Regions from separate parts of the Oryctolagus cuniculus genome. Here all the other regions are linked to region 1. Evidence: chromatin contacts called from public Micro-C data. All regions are on one chromosome and are shown on one strand. The core of a region is the stretch at or near the end of the contact, and the rest is flanking DNA. Distances in the headings are between cores, read along the strand shown. Region 1 overlaps COL5A2 (collagen type V alpha 2 chain). Region 2 overlaps LOC138848959 (a long non-coding RNA gene). Region 3 has its middle 13 kb from the start of WDR75.

What was found. A called contact is a pair of places that touch in the nucleus more often than the background predicts.
Region 2: a Micro-C map of ear pinna shows a contact between it and region 1, with 12 times the contacts expected there. The contact joins two enhancer-like sites. A contact is called at or near these places in 2 of 6 Hi-C or Micro-C datasets (ear pinna and psoas muscle).
Region 3: a Micro-C map of ear pinna shows a contact between it and region 1, with 17 times the contacts expected there. The contact joins two enhancer-like sites. A contact is called at or near these places in 4 of 6 Hi-C or Micro-C datasets (ear pinna, embryonic fibroblasts, psoas muscle and 1 more).

Annotation. Positions count from the first base shown.
Region 1 is chr3:51,301,756-51,304,874 of mOryCun1.1, reverse strand. COL5A2 (collagen type V alpha 2 chain) reads right to left here. Exons shown (of 53, transcript XM_070070485.1): 6 at 894-1,004. Among named protein-coding and RNA genes, the nearest start is that of COL5A2, 86 kb to the right of the region's middle. Within about 2 kb of position 1,659, at least 3 of the 8 cell types and tissues checked have an H3K27ac peak or open chromatin away from gene starts, as enhancers often do. A contact at or near this core is called in ear pinna, where this site is marked.
Region 2 is chr3:51,029,380-51,032,183 of mOryCun1.1, reverse strand. The region is part of intron 2 of LOC138848959 (a long non-coding RNA gene); the gene reads right to left. Among named protein-coding and RNA genes, the nearest start is that of WDR75, 100 kb to the right of the region's middle. Within about 2 kb of position 1,518, at least 1 of the 8 cell types and tissues checked has an H3K27ac peak or open chromatin away from gene starts, as enhancers often do. A contact at or near this core is called in ear pinna, where this site is marked.
Region 3 is chr3:50,941,945-50,944,813 of mOryCun1.1, reverse strand. No RefSeq gene overlaps it. Among named protein-coding and RNA genes, the nearest start is that of WDR75, 13 kb to the right of the region's middle. Within about 2 kb of position 1,298, at least 4 of the 8 cell types and tissues checked have an H3K27ac peak or open chromatin away from gene starts, as enhancers often do. A contact at or near this core is called in ear pinna, where this site is marked.

The sequences.
Region 1 (3,119 bases), core at 410-2,909:
CTTTATTCTTTGCTCCGGCAAGTCAATGTTAACTTGGATTTATGTAAGCTGATAAAAATTTCATAAGCCTTTTCATGAATCTCTGAATGTGTCAGAATTGCAAACTATTTCACCTACTCTCTTTTTCACTTAAGAGACCTAAGTAATCAAATTGACCAGAATGATTCATATTCATTCCGGTGCTAATGCTAATTTCGAGATTTTAGTGGGAAATAAGAGTGTATTGTTTAAAAAACAGTCTGGTAATTTCTTCTGCAATCAGCTGAGAAACAGAAGTATGAATTCTTGTAAAACAAAACTCACATTGAGGCTCCATCTGTCTGCTATGCTATGCCATCTAGTCGCAAAACCCCTATGTCTGCCAGGAAGAATTCAAAGTTGCAAATGTAGAAAAACATTTCGTCGTATTTTACTTCAGGCAGAAAATAAAAATCTAAGGAATAATTAGATGGATTTTATTAGTGCTAACTCAGTGGCCCTTTCCTAGATATCATAGAGATCTATAAGAATCATAGATATCATCATGGATGAGTCATCCTCTCTTGGTGTGCAGCACAGGCTTTGTCAGTAGTGAGAGCCCAGAGAAGAGCAAAGAATAAGGAATACATCTCTTTTCTCAGTTCACAAAGGGAAGGGTCACTGGTCCTTCAGAATCGTCAGAAATTACATGAAGTCCAGAATTAATATTGAAACCTACAAATAACTTGAAGCAGCACTTTAAAAATGCTATAATTTACTGTGGAGTAATTAGTTTTATTGTTGTTTATGGCAGCAATGTGTTAATTTAAGTGTTCTTATAGTCAAGAGTATCTGAAGTGACACAGTTTTAAATCATAGCAATAAGACAATAATGTACATCTGGTATATGGCATTGGACAATGTACACAACTCACCCTGCTCATGCCATCGGGTCCTGGGTGGGACGGGTGTCCGGGAGGCCCCGGAGCACCAGGCTGACCAGGAACACCAGGTTCTCCATCAATTCCTTGAGGCCCACGAGGACCCTGGGAAAACATGCCATAGATATTAGAACCCACTTCTAAATATGTACTTAGCAAAAAGCTAAAAGCACAGATTTCTTGATGGACATGGAGTGTCCATTCGTCTAAAGATAAGTGGCAATTTTATCACCTACTGTAACCTACTCAATTTCAGCACCGATGAAAATAACTACATCTTGGGATAAAGTCTCGGTGAGAAATTTTACTTGATATGTTAAATCTCTAGGAGTCAACTGTCTTGAAATAATCATACAATGACTTTCAGTTCACCAGGTTCTAAAATGAGCCTCCTAAGTTGAGCCTGGTTGTTCAAAATTATCTTTTGAACAACACAATTAAATTCATATCTCTGGATTATAACTCAACTAGTTATGTGCCTACTTCACCACCATCTCTGCCAAAAAACAAAAATGTGAAAATGTGAGGGCCCCTTAATTGTAATTTGTTGGTGATTTTCAACTATAAATGTTTAATGTTTTGTTTAGCTCCTGGTGCACAGAAGGCACTCAATATATAAATATGCCATTTTCACATTTCAGTCCTCTTGAGTACTGTAACTACAGCACTGTTTATTTTCCTTCCCACCACCAGAGGAAGACTAAACCAAGGAGAAATCTGAGGCAAAGGCACTGTTACCCAGCCAAGTCTAGTTCTCAGAGACATGAGCAATGACTTCCAGCAGCCAAGTCCCACCCTTCTCGTAACGCCCATTTGAAGACTGCTTGGGGAACTGCCACGTCCTCAGTTCTGGAAATGCTCAGTGCCTACCCTCATCGTCCCCAGCAGTCTTTGTTAAATATTTTCTGGCTTGTTAACCAAGAAGAGCCAGAAAGTTATTCTCATCTTTTAAAAATCAAACCTCCTATAACTCCTAAATCACTGACAGTTCACTTTACTCTTTTCATTAAACATAATAGAGGGTGATTTAAATTGCTGTCTAGGAGTGCTGGATCATATGAATGTAGATATTAATGGATCGTCTGACTTATTCATAGAACCTTGTATGGAAAATCCTCATAGTATTTTTGCAATCTTCAAATGTTAATTGATAATCAAGTATTATTATATACAAAAAGTGAGTTAAAAGATAATCTCTGCTCCCACTGAGGTTTCCAAAGATAAAACACACTATACTCAATGTCAGTGAAAGCAAAGAGAAGTTTCGGTATGTTAAACCTCAACACAGGCTGTGTCCCTCTCTAGCCTTCTGTGATGAACGATCATATTTCAAATCTGATCAAGAGAAAAATCTACTTTCTCAGACTTCACAATCCAGTCTGTGTTTTGATGGAATTCTTTTTTTTTTTTTTTTTTCTTCAGGAGCCAGGTGTTTCTCCTGGTCTCCCATGTGGGTGCAGGGCCCAAGTACTTGGGCCATCCTCCACTGCACTCCCAGGCCATAGCAGAGAGCTGGCCTGGAAGAGGGGCAACCGGGACATAATCCGGCGCCCCGACCGGGACTAGAACCCGGAGTGCCGGCGCCACAAGGCGGAGGATTAGCCTAGTGAGCCACGGCACCAGCCGATGGAATTCTTTTTAAATAACCTACATTATATAATCTTATATAATTGAAATTAAAGTTAATATAAATATATGACAACTATCCAAATTTCAATAAGTATAAACAAAATTGCCCATCAGAAAAAAAAATTAGAGTATACAAAAATATTTATTGGAAAATATTTAAAACAAATCACAATTTTAGAATCCATTTAAATGTTTTTATATTTCCAACTAAAATGAATCATATAATGTTTATTTTTAGATAAATATTATCATCATCACCTCCCATCCCCCAGAATATTCATTAATCTCAGACAGCAATCTACAATAAAAAAATGCTTGTAGATTGCCACTAGGTGGCGACGTGTAGACGTCCACAAGTAGAAAAGACTGACAGAATAGTCTAGAATTTTACTTACTGCTGGTTAATAGCCTCTCTCTCTATCTTCCCTTTTATGCCTCCCCCCATTCTCACATGTACATGATAAAATATTAGAACTGATAATTGGTTTATTTTCATGTTTTATAAATAAGGAAACTGATTCCTATAGAGGGTAGGTGTCTTGTAGAACTGGGGCTCAGCACACTGTCCATCTCCTGACAGGCTGTTGCTTG
Region 2 (2,804 bases), core at 269-2,768, 270 kb after region 1:
TTGGAGTTGTGAAGAGCAGGTTAAGCTGCTGCCTGCAATGCCAGCATCTCATATGAGTGCCAGTTTGAGACCCAGCTTGTCTACTCCCAACCCAGCAGTTTCCTGCTAATGTGCCTGGGAGAACAGTGAAAGATGGCCCTAGTGCCTGGGCCCCTGCCACCCATGTGGGAGACTGGGAAAGCTCCTGGCTCTTGGCTTCAGCCTGGCATAGCCTCAGCCATTGCAGTGAGACAGCAAATAGAAAATAACTTTTTCTCTCCCTCTCCCTCTCCTTCTCCCTCTCCCACTCCTTTCCTCTCTCCCCTTCTATAACTCTACCTTTCAAATAAATGAATATTTTATAAAAAGTGAACATTATGAGAAAGATCTTAATTTAAAAATGAAAATAGCACTAATGTTAATAATAAATATTCTATATAATTAAATTGGGTTCCAAGCATAAGAACTTGGTCCTTATGCTGGTGCCACAGGCCATCATGAGACTATCCCACAAGAACCTACTGCCTAAAATCTAGGATTCCTGAGCTCATACACCCAAGAGCAAACACAAGTCAAGAAGTTCCACAAAGCTAAGATAGACCAACAGTGACATCTGCTGCCATGGACTCATTTGTCCAAGGGCCAGTCTCAACAGTTGCAAGCGGCAGTGTTTGCCAAACCACTGGACTTTCTGCTGTGATGAGTCAGCACTCCTGGAACTCCTGTTTGTCATCTGTGCTATTAGAAGATTTTCCAAGGCGAACACAGAACATGGGAAAATGAGGGAATGTTTGAAAATGTAACTAAAACAAACAAAAAACAGTGGGGGTGGAGGCATAAGTGATGTGAAAAAGAGACTTCACATTGTCTTCTCTCATCCTGTTTTGCCTTTGGCTAAGTAAAACCAAATTAATTTTGTAGTTGTTAGCAAGCAAGAGCATGTTTTCAGTGAAAAGGAGTATTAATTTAACTGTTGCCAGCTTCAGTGGATTCCAACTCAAAATTTACAGCATACTATCCAGACCAGAAAAAAAAAAAGTCCAACAATCAAAGGAGGGTATGTGGAAAATTTTTAGAGTAATCTTTGCTAAGGAAACCACTTCCTCGTTATCTAATTATTTACCTTGATTATACCTCCTTCAACATCTGCTGACCTTCTGGCTTTTTATTTATTTTTTCTCTGAAAGCCAAGAGAACATAAGGTTTGAATCAAACACCATGCTTTTTTTAAAAAAACACATATAATCAGAGTATAAAGTGGTCAGTGTGGCTCATTTATGTAAACCAACAGATATTAGTTTAAGAAATCATGGATTAATTTATTTGTTCAAAAAAGCATGGAAAATGATAATGAATCTCTACCCCAGTGATTAAGAGAAAATATGAACAAGAAAGAATTTGTTGTTAGAGGAGAACTGAAGTAAGAATTGTGGCTTCAACTGCTGGGTTCTGATCATGTCAAAATGTGTTGCCTTAGAAAAATTACATAACTTATCTGGGAAGCATTGCTCTCTTCCATAAAGTGAAATAACTGTACTACATAAAGAATAGAAAATGGTTGAAGCTCATTTCCCCTCCTGAGTTAACTGGCAATGATTCTTTATGAATTAATTCCAAACCTAGAACTAGACTCAATGGACAAATTAGCACTGCTGTGGACAATATGATGGAGAGACAGCATATATGCTATGTAAATATCAATGTCAAACAAGACTATTTTTCACTTTTTTTTTTTTGGAGCTTTAGATTCTGTTCTCAGTAATCATTTTATTGCCTGCTATGTTTTAGTTGTGCAAGATGCTCAACAAACATTATTTCCAATCTTTATATTATTTGAAAGACAATGAAACCAAACCTCAGATAAATTAGTTTCCCCAAATTAACACTACATAGCTGGACTCAATTAACTAACATAAAAGCTCACTATTATTGATGATAAACATATTAATTTCTCATATTTTGGGGCACATCCTCTAACCCTCTTAAAACACAAAAGCTATAGCATTCCTGTGTCTTGTGTGGTGATAACTTAAAATATTCATATACCTACAGAAAGAAAAGATCAAGACTTTGACATGAAATTTGGCTATGGCACAGACATGAAGGGACAGAGCAGGAGACCCAAGAAGAAAATTCCAATATTATGCTTCTTTTCAGAAAACAATATAGAAAAGGATTGTAAGTTTAAAATTAAGTGTTGAAAGAACAGTGACTAAAAGTAATGTTCAAACTAAAGTGCATGGCTCCTTGGAATTTACCCAAAGGAGTTTAAATTGATAAAGAAAAAAGCGGTCTGCACCCTAATGTTTATTGCAGCACAATTCACAATAGCCAAGACCTGGAACCAACCTAAATGCCCATCAATGGTAGACTGGATAAAGAAATTATGGGATATGTATTCTTTAGAATACTATACCGCAGTAAGAAACAACGAAATCCAGTCATTTGCAACAAAATGGAGGAATCTGGAACACATCATGCTGAGTGAAGTAAGCCAGTCCCAAAGGGACAAATACCATATGTTCTCCCTGATTGGTGACAACTGACTCAACACCAAAAAGGAAACCTCCTGAAGTGAAATGGACACTATGAGAAATGGTGACTTGATCAGCATAGCCCTGACTGCTAATGGACAACTTAATACATTATCCCTCATAGTATTTTTTTTTTGTCTGTTCTACTTAATATGACTGGTTTAATTCTGTAATTATCACACAGTTATTCTTAAGTGTTGAAAATTAACTGAAATGTGATCCCTGTTAAACATAAAAGTGGGAATAAGAGAGGGAAGAGATGTATAATTTGGGGCATGCTCGGGCTGACTT
Region 3 (2,869 bases), core at 49-2,548, 360 kb after region 1:
AATATAACTCATTAACATTATCAATCTGTGAGGTGGACTGTTGATCTAGCAGTTAAGATGTCAGTAGGTACACTCACATTCCATACTGGAATGCCTGAGTTCAAGTCCTGGCCCCTGATTCCAGCTTCTTGCTAACTCAGACCTAGGAGTCAGTAATGAGAGCACGAGTGATTCTGTCCCTGCCACCCTGTGGGGTGACCTGGATTGAGTTTCTGGCTCCTGGATTCACTGAGGATATCTGAGGAGTGAATCAGCAGAACAGTACTTCCTCTCTTTCCATCTCTTTCCGTGTCTTTCTCAAATTAAAAAAAAAAAAAGTTTTAAAGATTATCTATTTAAATTTTTACTATACAGGGGCCAGCGCTGTGGCATAGAAGGTTAAGCCTCTGCCTTCAGTACTGGCATTCCATATGGGAGATGGTTCAAGTCCCAACTGCTCGACCTCTAATCTAGATCCTTACTAATGCACCTAGGAAAGCAGCAGAAGACGGCCTAAGTGCTTGGGACTCTGTACCCTCATGGGAAACTTGGAAGAAGCTCCTGGTTCCTGGCTTCAGCTTGGCCCAGCTCCAGCCATTGTGGCCATTTAGAGAGTGAAGCAGCAGATGGAAGATTCTCTCTTTCTCTTTCTCTTTCTCTCTGCCTTTCAAATAAATAAATCTTTAAATTTTTAGTATACCAAATGGTAATATATTTCTATCTTGATACAAATTTAAGTCTGAAGACTGTATTTTTGTTAAATAAAATTTTGCATTCATATTTTCAAATCTTTAACCATGACTAAATCTATTTTCATCCTTCTTTCCATTCACATCACCTTATTACTCCCTCCATGTGTCTGTGGGTAAACCATATCCAAGTTCTTTATGTTCCATAAATTCATCATTCCACTGTACATTCTACTCTGCAACATAGAAAATACTTCCACTTCCCTGCCTGCAGCAATTATCCTCTATCTTTCAATATTTAATTCCAATATTTTTATCTGTAAATTCTTCTTCCATCCTTAGAATCATAGACTGCCTCTTCTTTGCTGTCAAAACTTTTCTCTTTGCCAATATAACAATAAATTATGGTTTGATGGCTATGTATTCCATGACTAAGTTTCTGAATGTTCCTTAAGACTAGGGTCTATCTGTTTTAATTAGCCTTTTTATCCTAGCATAGTCAACAAATAATTTCAAAAACAGAATGGAGCAGCTGACATTGTAGCACAGTGGAATAAATTGCCATTTGTGACACCAGTATCCCATATGTAAGTGCCAGTTCAAGTCCCAGCTGCACTGCTTCAGATCCAGCTTCATGCTAACACAACTGAGTAGGTAACAGAAGATAGCCCTAGTGGTTGGGCCTCTGCCACACATGTGGGAGACCAGGACGGAGTTCCTGACTTCTGGAGTCAGCCTGGCCTAGACCTAGCTGTTGCAGCAATTTAGGGAGTAGATCAGCTGATAAAAGATCTGTCTTTCTCCATATATTCCCTTTTCTCTGTCACTCTCTTTTCAAATAAAGGTGGAAGAAAAGTAAAGAAGAAAGAAAAAGAAGTAGTTAATTAGTTCTAATAATTCTATCTCAAATTATTTGAAGCACAAATCATAGCATGGTTAGAAATCTATGATCTGTTGCCAATAAAATTCACATACTGGAAGCCTTTCAAAATATTTGACATATTAATATAGTATTTTAAAATCTGAACTATTATCGGTGAGAAATTATATAAAAACATCTGGCTATTACTGGTAAACTTTGGGAAAACAGAAGTTTAGAATTATTACTTGAATGACAATATAAGTAAGAATTAGATTGGTAATATTAGGGTGGACATCTTCCTAATTGAAGAATAAACAAAGCTTAGAGTTTATATGGAAGAAAAGAAAATTCTATTAAGGAAGGGAGTTTCAAGCAGAATCTAACATTTATGTGGTGCAACTGTTTCCCAGGAGTAAATTGCTACACACTAATGGGGTCAAAGATTCTAGATAGTTCTCCTGAGACCCTTTTCTATTCAAAGGAGCTTTTAAAATCAAGTAGGAGTGGAAGAATAGACTGGGGAACTATTCCTTCGTGCACCAAATGTACTCTCAGAGTACTAACATCTGTTTCAGTTTACATACTTTAAGTATGACTTTACACATGGAAATTAAACTTAGGCATCATGCCTAAGAAGGCTGTCTGAAAAAGAACTGCGTGTCCTATTAACAGCTGGAATTTGTAGAGGTTCACATTCAGCACAGCATAATATCCTGTGAGCCATGAATGACCCCATTCTCAAAACCTAAATGTTACAGAATAAAGTTCATGAAACTTTTATAGTAGACAGAGAAAAAACAATGAAGCAGAGGAATCTGATTACAAAAACAACTTGAAGTTTCAGAATTTAAGATTCAAGAGATATTTTTGCACATAAGGATGATTAACGTTCCCAAAATCTTTTTGCATTTCTTCATGTTGATAAATACTCATTCTATAACATTCTACTAAGCTTCTTCATTAATTAAACATCTACAGAATTTTTCAATTTTCTAACAGGATCACTGTAATTTCTAGTACAGTGAAGTATAAAAAAAAAAAAAACTTGCAAAAATAATGATGTAACTTTGCTGCCACCATGTGGTATATCTGTATTTCTGTAGTTGCGGTTTTTTTAAAAAAAATTTATTTAAGGTATGCAAATTTCATGTATTTCATGTATAAATTTAGGAACGTAGTGATACTTCCCACCATACCCTCCATCCCACATGTGCTCCCAACCTTCCTCCTCCTTCCCTCTCCTATTCCTTCTCTTAATTTTTACAATGATCTATTTTTAGTTTCTTTTATACCCTTAGGATTATATATACTACACTAAGTACAGAGTTCAACAAATAGT